2 separate regions of the Mus musculus genome follow, and region 2 is linked to region 1. Evidence: chromatin contacts called from public Hi-C data. All regions are on one chromosome and are shown on one strand. The core of a region is the stretch at or near the end of the contact, and the rest is flanking DNA. Distances in the headings are between cores, read along the strand shown.

Region 1 (7,869 bases), core at 2,499-4,998:
AATAATCAAAGTCTATTTTATCAAACTTCAGAGAGAATTTTAAGTAATTCTCCTTTTCTAAATTTTCTAACAGAAGTAAGAGCCACTAAATTATTTCACTGGAGCTGGTGGCACATGCCCGTAATGCCAGCACATAGGAAGCACAAGCAGTAGGATTGAAAGTTCAAGGCCAGCCTGAGGTTCACAACAAAACTGTATCTCAAGCAAACAAAGATCCAATTGTTTGCCTCAATTTTCCCTCTCTTATTTTCAGCGACTCCAATATATTCAAAGACCTATGCCAAGGGCTAAAATAATAAGTAAAAACTGCAATTGCAGGAGGTTAGCTAGGCTTCCTAAAAAAAATCACCCAATGAGGAAGTCTTGGGACCTTGAGTTAATGTCATACTCACCTGGAGAATATGCAGATAATGTGTAGAGGGCTCATAATTTTACTTATCAAAAATGAGTGCTATGATTTTATGTATGATATGATAATATTTCCTTAAATAGTATTTAAGGGAACTGAAGATTCATATTGTTGAGCTGTACCTGAAGATTGTGTTTATTATGATTTCTATATTTTGTGTAGACTTTAACAAACTATAAGGCCTCAAAGGGGTGAAAAACAAATTCTAAAATGAAAAAATACATGGATTATATATGTGTGTGTGTGTGTGTGTGTGTGTGTGTGTGTGTGTGTGTGTGTGTGTGTATGGCACACCTTTAAGAAATTCTGACTCTGTAGATGTAGAGAGAGACAACACAGGAATCAGTGTTTAATGTGCCCTCTCATTGATCCAACTGCAAGCAGTCCAAGAAACTCAGTTAATAAATACTAAATAAACAGGAATGAAAAGTCACAATGAATGGAAATATTTTAGCAGTCATCTCAGGCACCAACTTGATATGACTTGTACACACAATAGACATGCAATAAATATCTGTTGAATGAACAAATGAATAGCTGAATGAATGCATTCTTAGATGGGGCTGGACAAGAAAATGTAATACAGTATTATTAATACTATTTTAGAGATATTTGTGACAGAGAAGAGAAAAAAGGTAACCTTTATTTGGGTTCTACTTTGTGTCAAGGGTGTCAACTTTCTACTATGTCACCCAGGAGAGGCAGTTAATTTAGCTTAGGGACAACAGAGGATGCACCTACAAGAAAAGCTACATGTATTGGCTTTCAAAGGACCAGGAATGTGTGTGAGGAGTCAAAGGGATTGTCTATTAGCCCTTACAGGGGTATGAGAATTTGGAAAATTAGACAGGCAGAGGACATAGATCAAAACACAGAGACAAATACAAGCATAGAGAACTGAGATGAAAGCCTGAAGAACCCACATGTCTTAGTAACATGTAAATAGCTATGATGAGACACCAATTGTCTTAGTTAGGGTTTTACTATTTTGAACACACACCATGACCAAGGCAAGTCTTATAAAAGACAACATTTAATTGGAGCTGGTTTACAGGTTCAGAGGTTCAGTCCATTATCATCAAGGTAAGAATATTGCAGCATCCAGACAGGCATGGCACCCAAGAGATGAGTTCTACATTGTGTTCCAAAGACAAACAGAAGACTGGCTCCCACATGGCTATAAAGGTCTCAAAGCCCACCCCCACAGTGACACACTCCAACAAGGCCACACCTACTCCAACAAGGCCACTCACTGGGCCAAGCATATTCAAACCACCACAGCAACTTTTAAATTAAAGCACTTAATTTAGGGGCTTGCAGTTTCAGAGGATAGTAAAGTCCATGACCAGTATGAAACGGAGCATAGCAGCAGGCCAGTAGGCATGGTGCTTTAGCAATAGCTGAGATAACAGCCAGAGGCAAGGGTGAGGGGGGACGAGATGTGTTAACTTGGATTGATGTAGGTCTTTGAAACTCAAAGCACATCCTCAGTGGCACATCTTCTCCAACAAGGCCATGCCTATTAATACCTCCCAAACATTTCTATCAACTAGAGGCCAAATATCCAAATATATGAGCCTATGGGGCCATTCTCATTCAAATCACCACACTAAGGGTCAACAGTAGAATTTTATAATTTTAATGTGGTGCACTGCCTATTGGACAAGGAAATATATCCTCACATATGGCAGAACCTTCCCCTAATGAATAAAGATTTCAGGGAACTGGGCAAGGAGTAGGCAGCACTTCTGGGTGGGAGAGAGGAAGAGGGGAAGGAGGAGAAAGATACTGGCTTTTTTGGACAGGAGACAGGTGTAGGTCAAAATGGAGGTAGCAGAGACCCATCACAACCCCTATCCACCATTGAGGTGGCAGATCAGCTACAGGAGAATTTAACTTAGAAAGGCTTATAAATTAGGATGATAGTTGCTGTGCCAGCAATTGTGCTACCTGTTAATTCTGAACTAAGTTTGTGTGGTCTTTTCCATCACCCTACGACTCAACTGGTTTCCAGCAGAAAAGCATGGGTTTGTGACAAGTGCATTCCAAAAGGCCATGGGAATTTGGAAGTGTGGGGCTGGCATGGCATCAACCTATCAGTGGAAACTTAGCTAGTTGGGTGGAGAGATTTTGGAGCTCTGGGTCAGAGTCTGCCTGTCCACTGTTGTCTTTCTGGCATAGCGTGGATTGCTTTTTTATATTTCCTGCTACATCACACACCAGACACACACACAAACATATGTATACATACATATACATATATGCATATACACATGTATGCATATATGTGTAACTAGTTGAATAACTATAGTCAAAGAAATAAAAGAATGGTTTGGTCATACTGGAGAAGAAGTTTTAATAGAAAATCAAGTGAGAGGCCCAAAGTGGGACCCAGCTCAAGGGGAGATCCCAAGACCTGACGCTATTACAGAAGCTATGAAGTGATCACAACAAGGAACCTATCATGACTGCCCTCCGAAAGACCCAACAAGCCGCTGAAAGGGTCAGATGCAGATATTTGCACCCAACCAAAGGACAGAAGCAGCTGACCCCTGTGGTTGAATTAAGGGAAAGCTGGAAGAAGCTGAGGGGGAGGGCAATCCTGTAGGGGACCAGCAGTGTTAATTAACATAGACCCCCCAAGATCTCTCAGACACTGGACCACCAAACAGACAGCATACATGAGCTGATATGAGGTCACCAACACACATACAGCAGAGGACTTCCGAGAATGTGTTCATTCAGAGATGATGCATCTAACCCTCAAGAGACTGGAGGCCCCAGGAAGTTTAGAGGTCAGGTGGGGTTGAGGTGTGGGGTGGGGGTGGGGGCATCCTCATGGAGACAGGGCAGGGAGGAGGTATGGGATATGGAACAGTTGGAAGGTGGATCAGGAGGAGAATAAAAATCTGGAGTTGGGAAGGAAGGAAGGAAGGAAGGAAGGAAGGAAGGAAGGAAGGAAGGAAGGAAGGAAGGAAGGCAGGCAGGCAGGCAGGCAGGCAGGCAAGCAGGCAAGCAGGCAAGCAAAGCAAGGCAAAAGTCTCTTCTCTAGCCATGTCTTCTTTAGCTAATTGATAATTTTGGCTCACTATAATAAGAGGTTTAAAGATGCTTACAAAAGTCCAAAGATAGAGTGTCTACCTTGAGAAATAATGAGCTCTAGACACCAAAGGATTCAAGCCAAACTTGAACAGCCTATATTGTCTGGTAGCCAAATAGTAAACAGAACCTTTTAATTAGTGTGGTATTTCTAATCAAGCATGAACTTGCAGGGGGAAAAAGCAGCTGAAGGGTGGACTTGATGGAGCATACCTGAAATTCTATTCCTAATGAGGCTGAGGAAGGACGATAGCTAGGAATATGAGATCATCCTGAGCTACATAGAGATCGCTAGACCAGCCTGGGCTACAGAGAGAAATCCTGCCACAAACAAGCAAACAAACAAGACTTTAATTCACATTTCAGCTTCACTACTTACTAAGAATGGGGCCCTGGGCAGGACGTGTAACTAAATTAGTGTTAATTTCCTCATCTGTAAACAAGGGAATCAAAACACTTAACCTGGGCTGGAGAGATGGCTAAGCGGTTAAGAGCACCGACCACTCTTCCAGAGGTCCTGAGTTCAAATCCCCGCAACCACATGATGGCTCACAACCATCTGTAATGAGATCTGATGCCCTCTTCTGGTGTCTCTGAAGACAGCTACAGTTTACATAGATATAATAATAAATAAATCTTTAAAGAAAACATTTATCCTGCCGCAAATACTTTAACAACATATATGTAAAAATACAAAACCCAAGGCTTGGGACATTGTTAGTATTTAGTAAACAGGACATCTTATACTAGTTATTTTTTGTTCAGTGACTCGAAGGACATACATACAATTACATCTCAAGTCTACCTACGACCTAAAGATGTAAAAGATTTAGAATTGAACTGAATAATCTTAGTTTACCTCCCCTCCAATTTTAAAGTTAGATGAGATGGATCATTAGGTAGGTAAAAGTACTTAACCACCAAGTCTACTGACCTGAGTTATAATGTCAGGCCCCAAGTGGTGGAAAGAGAGAAACAACTCCTAAAAGTTGTTTTCTGACGTCCACATGCCAACTGTGGTACTATGTACCAGAAAATAAAATAAATAAAATGTATTAGATTTTGCCATGCTCACACTGGCAAAATGATAGATAGTCCTTATCAAGAATATATGTAAAGCATTATTTCTATGCTCAACATATCATTAAAGGATAGAATAGAGATGATCTGACATGATCAACAGGCTTAGAAGCTCTGTTTAAAAATAGAACACTCAATAGCTTACTTGTTTCCACTCCTTTCTTCGTTTGTACAATAAATACTTGTTGAGCATTCTCCTGGATCCTGTGGAAGCCATTAGAAATAATATGCTTGAGATGGGGAGATGGCTAAGTGGTTAAGAGCACTTACTGCTCTCCCAAGGGCTTCGGATTTGAGTCCCTGTACCCTTTTCAGAGACCCACTTCTTTTTCTAACCCTCTTCTGGCCTCCTCCGGCTCTGCATGCATATGATAATCAGACATTTATTCAGGCAAAGCATCCATATCCAGAAAAGCAAAAGTTAAAAAAAAAACTGAAAGCAATGATGTGCCCCCCCCTTCCTCAAGGAGCTCACAGTATGGGACAATACGAACGAAGACAGTGTGATTATTTTAATCACAGATGCTTGTGGTGACTCAGAGAAAAGTACTCTAAAGGGGGTACAAAAGTACAGGGTTGGAGGTCAAGTGGGGAGATAACTTTTACAGGACATGACTCCTAAGCCTTTTAAACTCTTTTTTTCCCTTTTTTACTTATTCTTTCAGAAAACCATACATTATGTTTTATTATATATTCCCATCCTCTGACTTATCCCAGATTCCCCACCCCTACTCTCTCTGTACCCACATAACTTCATGTTCTTTATCTCTCTTTACAGCAAAACCAGGACTGTTTATAGTCCAGTTTGTATTGGCAATCGCCTCCTGAGCATTGGGCCTATACTAGAGTATAGTTGATATACATTGTCACTCCACTGGTGAAAATGTAGTTTCCTCTCTCCCAGCAGTTATCAATTGCAAATAGCTTCTTAGTTAGGCATGGGACTTTGTGCCCACCTCCCCTCCTTCGTGTTGAGAATTCTGACTAGCTTGAGTCTGTGCAGATCTTGCCTATGCTGTCACAGTGTCTGGGGATTCATATGTACATCTGCCCTGCTGTGTCTGGAAAATTGTCTAGAACCTCTGACTCTTACAGTATTCTTTGTGCCCCCCTCTTCCACATTGGTCCTCGAACCTTGATAGGGGTGGTGTAACCAAGACATCCCCGCAGGACTAAGTACTCCATAGTCTCAGTGGTGGGACTTTGTGTTCACTGATGGCAGTCAAAGCTTCTCTCAGGAGGGTTGAGTGAGGCCCTCATCTATAGCTACTGCATCATGGCATTAGGAGTTCATTCAGCAGAATAATAGTAGTAGGCTTCCCCTAGGCCCATGACTTATCTCGTCAGGTTCTGCACTTTAGCAGTGTCTGGCATGGGTTATGGGTTCCATTTTAGGGAATGGGCCTTGAATCCAATAAAAAAATGGTTGTTTATTTTTGTAATACATTTTTGTAATACCCATGCCATTATTATACCAATGTGCATATGTTGTAGGCAGATTGATGTTATAGCTAACAGAGTTCATAGCTGGCTGAAATTGGTGGTTGCTTTTCTCCTGGAATGCAGAATACTTCCCAGCACCACAAATGCTAGTCAGTAAGGGAGAAGCTTCCAGGTGAGCACCTGCTCAATTTTTCCGTGTTTTATGACATAAGTGATATATTCAATAGTAGGGCCTTACCATCCAGTGGTGGAGGGTAACCAATGGCCTCAGCAATAGTCTATGATGTTTGGGTGGGTCTGTGGAGCCCCTTTGGACAGTGAATCCATAAGATATAACCCATTCATGCTACTTGGAGTTAATCTGGTAGCATATGTTATCTAGGTAGGTTATTGTCTCTCCCATGTGGTGACTCCATTTAAACTTCTTTTACATATGTACATATTTTAGGAAACTTCTGCAGTAGTAGGCTCCATATGTCTTTTCAAAAAGCCTTTAGCACTTGTTAATTATCCCTCCTCATATCCTCTCCTCTACCCTTCCTCCATTCTATATTCCCTTTAATGCTCATTAATTTAATTTAATTTACATTATTGATTATGGAGAAAACCATGTTAGTATGTCAATAGATGCAGCAAGACCATTTGATAAAATTCATCATTCTTTCATGCTTGTAAGAAAAAAGCCAAAATGGGGCATTCAGAAAAAAACAAAAACACAAAAACAAAAACAAAAAACCTTAAAACGGTTCTGACGTACATGGACAGAATGGGAGCTCAAAAAATATATCCGCACATATATGCCCAACTATGTTTTGACAAAGGTGCCAAGAATAAACAAAAGGAAAGGGCAGTCTTTGCCACAAATATTCTTAGGAGAATTAAATATCCACATGCCAAAGACTGAAATTAGATCTTTATATTACACACTGATGGAAACTCAAAATAGATGAAAGACTTTCTTTTTATTTTTTAAAGATTTGTTTTACGTGTGTGTGTGGTGTGTGTGTGTGTGTGTGTGTGTGTGTGTTGATGTGCATTGAGGCCGGAAGAGTACTAACTCTCCTGGAATTGGGATTGCAGGTACTGTGAATTGTGTAATGTGGGAGCTGGGAAACAAATTCAGATTCTCTATATGAGAAACACACAGCTATTTTAACAGGAGAGCCATTTCTCCAGGCCCTTACATGTTTTTACTGTGAGTGTGGCGCTCGCCTTTAATCCTAGCACTTGGAAGCAGAGGCAGGTGGATTTCTGAGTTCGAGGCCAACCTGGTCTACAAAGTGAGTTCCTGGACAGCCAGGGCTAAAAGAGAAACCCTGCCTAGGGAAAAAAAATCACTTTACATCTTGTTCACTGTGCTTCTCCCTCCTCTTTCCCCAGTCCTACCTTTACAAATCCCTTCCCCTCCCCAACCTTCCCCTTGGGTACCACTCTACCCAGGAACATCTACTTCCAGGAGGACTAGGCACATCCTCTCCCACTGAAGCCCAAACAGGCAGGCCAGGTAGGGGGAAGGAGATCAAATGGCAGGGAACAGAGTCAGAGACAGCCCCCCTCCCCGCTCCAATTGTTAGGGGATCCACATGAAGACCAAGCTGCACATCTGCTACAAATGCGTAGGGGGCCTAGGTCCAGCTCCCTGGTTGGTGGCCCAGGCTCTGTGAGCCCCCATGGTCCCAGGTTAGTTGACTCTGTAGATCTTCTTGTGGTGTCCTTGACCCTTCTGGCTCTCTCAATCCTACCCCCCACTCTTCCACAAGGCTCCCCGGGCTCGGGCTCTGCCTGTTGTTTGGCTGTGGGCCTCCTTGTCTGCCTCTATCTGCTGCTGGATGACACCT
Region 2 (7,869 bases), core at 2,653-5,152, 77 kb before region 1:
GCAGAGGCAGAAGTTTAAGGTCATCTGTGGCTGCATACCAATTCAAACTACATGAAGGCCCTATCTCAGATGGAAAAGGAGGGAGGGTGAGAAGAAGGGAGGGAGGGTGAGAAGAAGAGAGGGAGGGAAGGAGGGAGGGAGAGAGAGAGAGAGAGAGAGAGAGATATTAAGTTAGTTTGTGGAAAGAATTCCACTATAAACCCTTCTCACCTAATCAGTTCGGTCGCCTTGGAAAGCATTATTCATTCTCATGGGTTTCTGCATGTGTGACCTATGAAAAGACTAACTGCCCTCTAATTTTGTGGTAGCCAGCTATAAGAATGGCAGCATAGTCCTCCAACCTCCAGTCCCACCACCTTCTTCCTCACTTGCAGTAAAATCATAGCACTCCTACTTCACAGTCAAAATAGGCATTCCAAACAAGCCCATCACAACATGCCCACTTCTTCAACCATGTTCTCTTCCTTCTCTCTTGTAGCAAAAGAATAGGCAACTGGCACTTGAAGGCAACTGGCACTTCCTCCTGAGAGGTCATCCCACTTCTGTGCTCTGGATCTCACTTTCTCCTCTTTTGGTGTCCTCCTTTGTTTACTTAATGCTCTTCCCGGTTCCTGCCACTCAATTGCTCCCTGACAACTGGTAAATTTCCACTGACATTTTTCTTTTCTTTTACTGGATAATTTCTTTATTTACATTTCAAATGATATCCCCTTTCCAGGTCTCTCCTCTGGAAACCCCTCTATCCCATCCCCCTTCCCCTGCTCACCAACCCTCCCATTCCTGCATCCCCACCCTAGCATTCCCTCACACTGGGACATCAAGCCTTCACAGGACCAAGGGCCTCTCCTCCCATTGAGGTCCCACAAGGCCATCCTCTGCTACATATATAGCTGGAGCCATGGATTCCTCCATGTGTACTCCTTGGTTGGTAGCTTAGTCCCTGGGAGATCTGGGGGGTCTGGTTGGTTGATACTGTTGTTCTTCTTATGGGGATGCAAACCCCTTCAGCTCCTTCAGTCCTTTCTCTAACTCCTCCATTGGGGCCTCTGTGCTCAGTCCAATAGTTGGCAGCAAGCATCCACTTCTGTATTTGTCAGGCACTGGTGGAACCTCTCAGGAGACAGCTATAACAGTCTTCTGTCAGCAAGCACTTGTTGACATCCACAATAGTGTCTGGATTTGGTGACTGTATGTGGGATGGATCCCCAGGTGGGGCAGTCTCTGGATGGTCTTTCCTTCAGTCTTTGCTCCACACTTTGTCTCTAACTCCTCCCATGGGTATTTTGTTCTCCCTTCTAAGAAGGACTGAAGCATCCACGCTTTGGTCTTCCTTTTTCTTGAGCTTCATGTGGTCTGTCAATTGTATCTTGGGTATTCTGAGCTTTTGGGTTAATATCCACTTATTAGTGAGTGCATACCATGTGTGTTCCTTTGTGACTGGATTACCTCACTCACAATGATATTTTCTAGATCCATCCATTTGCCTAGGAATTTCATAAATTCATTGTTTTTAATAGCTGAGTAGTACTCCACTGTGTAAATGTACCACATTTTCTGTATCCATTCCTGTTAGGATTCTGTCTAAGCTCCACCCCACAGTTTCCTGGCAATAGTGGGGTATGCTCCTCCCCACAGTTACCTGGCAACAGCGAGGTAGGCCTGGTCAACAATAAGAGGGGTTGCTTGCCCTCTTTTATTTCTCTCTTACTCTCTTACTTTTACCTCTATTCTCTTGCCTCTTGCCCTCTTGCTCCCCCTCTCTCCCCATTCCCTTCCCCCCCTCTCCAGATGGTCATGGCCGGCCTCTACTTCTCTACTCCCCCACCTCTCTTTCTCTGCCTTTCTCTGCCTCTACTACCCTCTTAACTCCTCTCCCCATGCCCTGAATAAACTCTTTTCTATACTATACCCTATACCATAGTGTGGCTGGTCCCTCAGGGGGAAGGGATGCCTTGGCATGGGCCTGCTGAGGCACCCCTCCCCCATACTTCACCATACCCCCATAAAACATATATTAATACATATTTATCTTTTTATCATCACAACAATTCCTCTGTTGAAATACATCTGGGTTCTTTCCATCTTCTGGCTATTATAAATATGGCTGCTATTAACATAGTGGAGTATGTGTCCCTATTACATGTTGGAGCATCTTCTAGGTATATGCCCAGCAGTCGTATAGCTAGGTCCTTAGGTAGCACTATGTCCAATTTTCTGAGGAACCACCAAACTGATTTCCAGAGTGGTTGTACCAGCTTGCAATTCTACCAACAGTGGAGGAGTGTTCCTCTTTCTCCACATCCTTGTCAGCGTCTGCTATTACCTGAGTTTTTAATCTTAGCCATTCTTGACAGGTGTGAGGTGGAATCTCAGGGTTGTTTTGATTTAAATCTCCCTGATGACTAAGGATATTGAACATTTCTTTTGTTTTGTTTTTTGAGACAGCGTTTCTCTGTGGAGCCCTGGCGATCTTGAAACTCACTCTGTAGACCAGGCTGGCCTTGAACTCAGAGATCCGCCTGTCTCTGCCTCCCAAGTGCTGGGATTAAAGGCGTGTTCTACCACTACCCGGCTATTGAACATTTCTTTAGGTGCTTCTCAGCCATTCCTCAGTTGAGAATTCTTTGTTTAGCTCTGTACCCCATTTCTAATAGGGTTGTTTGATTCTCTGGAGTATAACTTCTTGAACTCAAGTTGTACTACAGAGCAATAGTGACAAAAACTGCGTTATTGGTACAGAAACAGGCAGGTAGATCAATGGAGTAGAATTGAAGACCCAGAAATGAACCCACATACATATGGTCACTTGATCTTTGACAAGGGAGCTAAAACCATCCAGTGGAAAAAAGACAGCATTTTCAACAAATGGTGCTGGCACAACTGGTGGTTAGCATGTAGAAGAATCCACTGGCATTTAAAGATACTAGTTTTTCATGTCATTACAAAAACTGAAAACCCATTTACTTCTAGAAATACGGTCTTCTGCCAGCTTCCACAACACCCACTTTGTTTTCTTCCTAACATTCCAAGTCTCTCCGGCACATTTTAAATGCAGTGTTTGGATTTTAGTGGTTTCAGGATTGGAATTTTTATCTTGTTTCAGTTTGCTTGGTTGGTTTTTCTTTTTATCTCTCCTGCATTAAGGGCTGATCTAGGGTTTTTCATACTGGGAAAGCAACTTACCAGGGAGCTCCATCCTTTACTTTATTTTGACACAATGTCTCAATAAATTACTCAGGGTGACCTCAAGGTTTCAATATTCCCACATCAGTCTCTTAAGTGGCTATCCATGCCTAGCCTCATCTCACATGTTGCTAATGCTTCATCAATCGGCACTATATGCTAGCTTTCTGCCTATTTTTTACTGAGATATAAATTACATCATATATAACCAATACATTTGAAGTTAATAATCCACTGGATTTGGGTAAGTTTAAAGATTGATGCAACCATTTGCAAAGTCCAATCTTTAAAAGACTTTTTAAAAAGTTTATGTGTATGTGTGCATGCATGTGCATGTAGATGCCCATGGAAGCCAGAAGAGGGCATTGGATGCTTTGGAGCTAGACTTACAGGTAGTTCTGATCTGCGCCCGCCCCCGCCCCCGTGCCCACCCCAATGGGGTTGCTGGGGATTGAAGTCTTGTCCTCTGCAAATGCAGCAAGTGCTCTTAACTACAGAGCCATCTCCAGCCCAGCAAATCCAATTTGAGAACAATTCTATTACATTGAAAAGGATCCATATTTTGCCTCATGTGTATTTGCATTCTCCTGAAATCTCCATTTGTATTCTTAACTACCTACTGGGATGTTTTGTTTATCTAAAAACAGGCACTACAGACTGAGTTTCCAAAGCTGAGCTCATCTACTTCCATTAGAGCTAAATCATCCCTAATGGTCCTAAAATGTAATGAATGAAGTAGCACATGACTCACTGTCCAGAAACACTGGCATCCCCTGTCCCGAACTCTCTTTTTTTCTTGTCTGTATATCCGATGAATCATCACATTCCATATATGGCGCTTACTAAGTATAACTCCAACCCATTTCTTTCTCTGTCCTTTCTAATTATTGCCTCACTACATCTAACAAAAACATCTTTGTTAAACTAAACTACCCATCCAAGAAATGTGTATTGAGGACAACATGTGCCAAACCGAGTACAACATTCCCTAACTAGCCTACTCCAGTTTTTTATCTTCATGATACATTATTCCCCCCACCCAAGACTGGGGTTAAATTCATGGTCTTATGCATGCTAAGTAAGTACTCCATCACTGAGCTATATCCCTAGCTCTCCTGCAGAATTCTTAATCCAATAGTCACACAGAAAAATTTACCTCCACTTCTGCCCCCCCCCCACACACACACATTAATTCCACTCTTAAAATACTTTCATGCTAAATATCAGTTGGCTTCTCTCTGACCTTAGGGTAAATTCCAAACTTCTTAACATGATTACAATCCTTTGTGACCAGGTCTCTCCATGCCTCTGTAGTCTCATCTTTTACTGCAAGTCTCTTGAGCAAATTTCTTATCTTCACTAAATTTTCTCAAATGAAAACGAAGGATAATAAAAGTGTCTGTCTCAGAGGTATTTGAGAGGATTAAATGAAATAATACATGTAAAATACTTAACACACTACCTGGTGCATATTAAATATTAGTAAGTGTTAGCTACTGGTGATGGCAATAAGAATGTTAGCCTTTCTCAATCCCACTCTCTCATGGACTCCTATTTTTAGTGCTTGCTGTTGCTTTGTATTGTAAGCTCTGCTAACTAGACTATAAAGTCCTTAAAGACAAGTGTCACGACTTTCACTCCTGCTACAGTCCCCAATAGTGCTGAGTACAATGCTAAACACACAATAGAGCTTAATGAATGCTTTTTGACAAAAGTCCACAGAGAATAAAAGTGGTTGAAGTTTTAGTGACTCACTGGAAGGACAGTTTATTATTTTTTTTTTAGTACAAAATATGGAGTGGTGGTTCAATTTTGTAATCTCAGCAATCCTAAAGCCAGAGGGATTGCTGTGAGATTGAGGACAGCCTGGACTACACTGTGAGCTAAGACTAACCTGGGTTAAGTATTGTGATCCTGTATTTTAAAAAAAACATAAAATTATCAACACACCTACCCCCACTCAGAAACTGATCTGTTTTTACCTTCTAGCCTAATGTGTCACCAGGTTAGCACAGAACTTGGCAATGCTCACTGTTAAGCCAGTGGACTCTTTTCAAATGCTTTACTGCCAATATCCTGTTTTTGACAGAAATGGAGTGTGAAAGCGTGAAGGTGCTTAATTCTATTCTCTGGCAAACAGACACTGTGCAGTTTGTCTACTCATCTGTAATATCAGATTTTGCTTCTTAAATCAGCATCCAATCTAGGCTATCAAAAACAACACAAATTCCATTCCATTACAAAGCCAATCGACTCCTCCTAAATTGGTTTGGAGCACTTGGCTGGTGACCAGGCAGCAATCAGAAACCCAGAAGAGCCCCCAGCAGGCTTAAAGACTCAGGTCCCTTCAGATGCTAGAACATCTCCCTTCCCCCACACAAGGAACTTGGCAAGAACTGTGTAGCATGTTTAGTACAAAGCAAAAGAATGCCTTGTTTTGTTTCCCCTTCCTTTCCATATTTCTTCTCTCTAGCTACCATTGTTCTTCTTCCCTATCTGGTCCTGTCACTTCACGTCCTAAGAATGTCCCTGGCCTAATGCTTTCCTACTAAGACATCTTTGGGCATTCAGATGTCTGCTGCCCCATTCCAATGCATGCTTACTTGTACACAAACTGTATTCAAAGAGCAAAGGGTGGAAACGTGTGGTTCTATGTACCATGGACTCCAATTGGTATAATGGCTCTTTGAGGAAAAGTCTTATAGGCTTAAAACTATTCCAAAACCATTTGGGGCCTTTGATTTTAGTGAGGAGAAGGTGAACAGGGCTTGGTATGTGACAGAGAATGAGGAGTTGGAGGGGGCAAGTCAGCTCTGTACATAAGAGACAATACTTTAAACTAGAATAAACAAAGGCCATGTTTCCCAGTGTTGTTCTAGTTTTTCCCCTCATATAAAGAAAACGCTAAGGAATTGACCACCATGGGAAAAGCAAGCCCAAATAATGTTCAACTGTCACATGGGCTGAGATATAGAATCAGCCTTCTGTGCTGAAGAACAAGTAGCTAACATGCCCAGTCAATGGTCATGAACTTGGCAATTATCACTCCATTGAAGAACAAGAATTCACCACCACCACCCATTTTCATTCTCTCTCTCTCTCTCTCTCTCTCTCTCTCTCCACACACCCACACACACACACACACACACACACACACACACACACACACGCACACATGCACACATGTATTCACTCTTGCAGAGAAAATCTAAATGCTTTCACTTTGGTGGTGTGTTTATATTTAGAGCCTGTTTTCAACGTTATAATATTACATATACTTGAGGCAACACCACTTTACTGCCAATTCTTTGAAGCTGTTTAGGAAATTTGTGTCTCAAAGGCACTCCTTTGTGCTGTCGTCATGCCCAGCCTTTAGCAGAAGGACACTGCCAGGCAATTTCAAAAAGCCAGCCTAGATCCCAGAGTAAACTGACAGACTATAGGTAAGATAGTGCTAATGCCTAGAGCTGACTACTTTATTTTTATGTACTTTCATGGTCCCCAAATAATCTAAGCAATAAGAGTATGATCCTGAGGCCTCCTTTATTCTCCTTCTCCTTCCTTCCCCAAGACAGGCTCTTAGGATATGGCACATATCCTGGGCTGCCAAGGATAGGCCAAAGGCAAGAATATATGTCTATGAGGCTTAGATTAAGGAATGCCAAGTCCCCAAACATACCATCTGCTCTTCTAGAGATTTAGAGATTCAGCGGAGGGAAAAGTAGGCTCTCCAGAGCTGTCTCCTTTTATGAATCAGAGGCCAGTGAACAGATAGGCATTCTGAGCTGCACCATGCAGTGCAAAGAACTGAAGGTTTGGAGCCAGAGATTTAGAACTGCATCTCAGCTTACTGTGTGACCTTGAGTAAGGCACCTCATTTCTCTGACCACTGGGTTCATTGCTTGAAAATGGGGATGTCACCTATTCTATCACAAGGTTGTCACAAATCCTGAGGATGGGAACAAGAATGCCTCTAGCACAATATCAAGAATAAATTATTCAAATATGATTCCCTTCTCAATCCTGGCTAAGCATACCATGCAGCTGGACTTCTCTTGAAAGACAGATTTTTTTAAAAGGATGTCTCGACAGCTGTGTGTGCATGGTAGTTGTCATAGTGGTTGTTTTAGCTTTAAGCCAAAGTAACTTTTCCCCTTTAGGTTGAGATGATATAAGGGAAACTGAAGATGAAAGTTAGAGGTATTCAAGGGTACAAGGAAGGTTGAACAGGTCCTTAGCTTGATTGCTAGTATTTTAATTATAAATGGAGAATTCGGGCAAAGTGTGAAGACTTAAGCAGGAAAGACCAAAATTATGCAAATATTCTAGTCATTTAGTGAACTCTGGAATTTTTACAGTACTGGGAAATAGAGGAGGAAGGTAAGTGTGATGGTTTGTATAAGCTTGGTTCAGGGAGTGGCACTATCAGGAGGTGTGGCCTTGTTGGACTAGGTGTGTTCCTGTGGGCATGGGCTTTAAGATCTTGTCCTAGTTGCCTGGAAGACAGTCTTCTCCTGGTTGCCTATGTAACAAGCAAGATACAGAACTCTCATCTCCTCTAACACCATGCCTGCCTGACTCTGCCATGTTCCATTCTTGATGATAATGGGCTGAACCTGTGAACCTGTAAGCCAGCCCCAATTAAATGTCCTTATAAGAGTTGCCTTGGTCATGGTGTCTCTTCAC

What was found. Hi-C and Micro-C count contacts between places; a contact is called where the count stands out from the background.
Region 2: a contact with region 1 is called in a Hi-C map of the N1E-115 cell line, with 5 times the contacts expected there. The contact joins two enhancer-like sites. A contact is called at or near these places in 1 of 15 datasets of contacts at CTCF or cohesin (CD8 T cells), 4 of 484 Hi-C or Micro-C datasets (the G1E-ER4 cell line, the N1E-115 cell line, muscle stem cells and 1 more) and 1 of 115 datasets of contacts at active chromatin or transcription factors (embryonic stem cells).

The regions. Positions count from the first base shown.
Region 1 is chrX:140,625,565-140,633,433 of GRCm38.p6, reverse strand. No RefSeq gene overlaps it. Among named protein-coding and RNA genes, the nearest start is that of Tsc22d3, 29 kb to the right of the region's middle. Within about 2 kb of position 3,748, at least 2 of the 459 cell types and tissues checked have an H3K27ac peak or open chromatin away from gene starts, as enhancers often do. A contact at or near this core is called in the N1E-115 cell line, where this site is marked.
Region 2 is chrX:140,702,439-140,710,307 of GRCm38.p6, reverse strand. The region is part of intron 3 of Mid2 (midline 2); the gene reads right to left. Among named protein-coding and RNA genes, the nearest start is that of Gm23199, 27 kb to the right of the region's middle. Within about 2 kb of position 3,902, at least 8 of the 459 cell types and tissues checked have an H3K27ac peak or open chromatin away from gene starts, as enhancers often do. A contact at or near this core is called in the N1E-115 cell line, where this site is marked.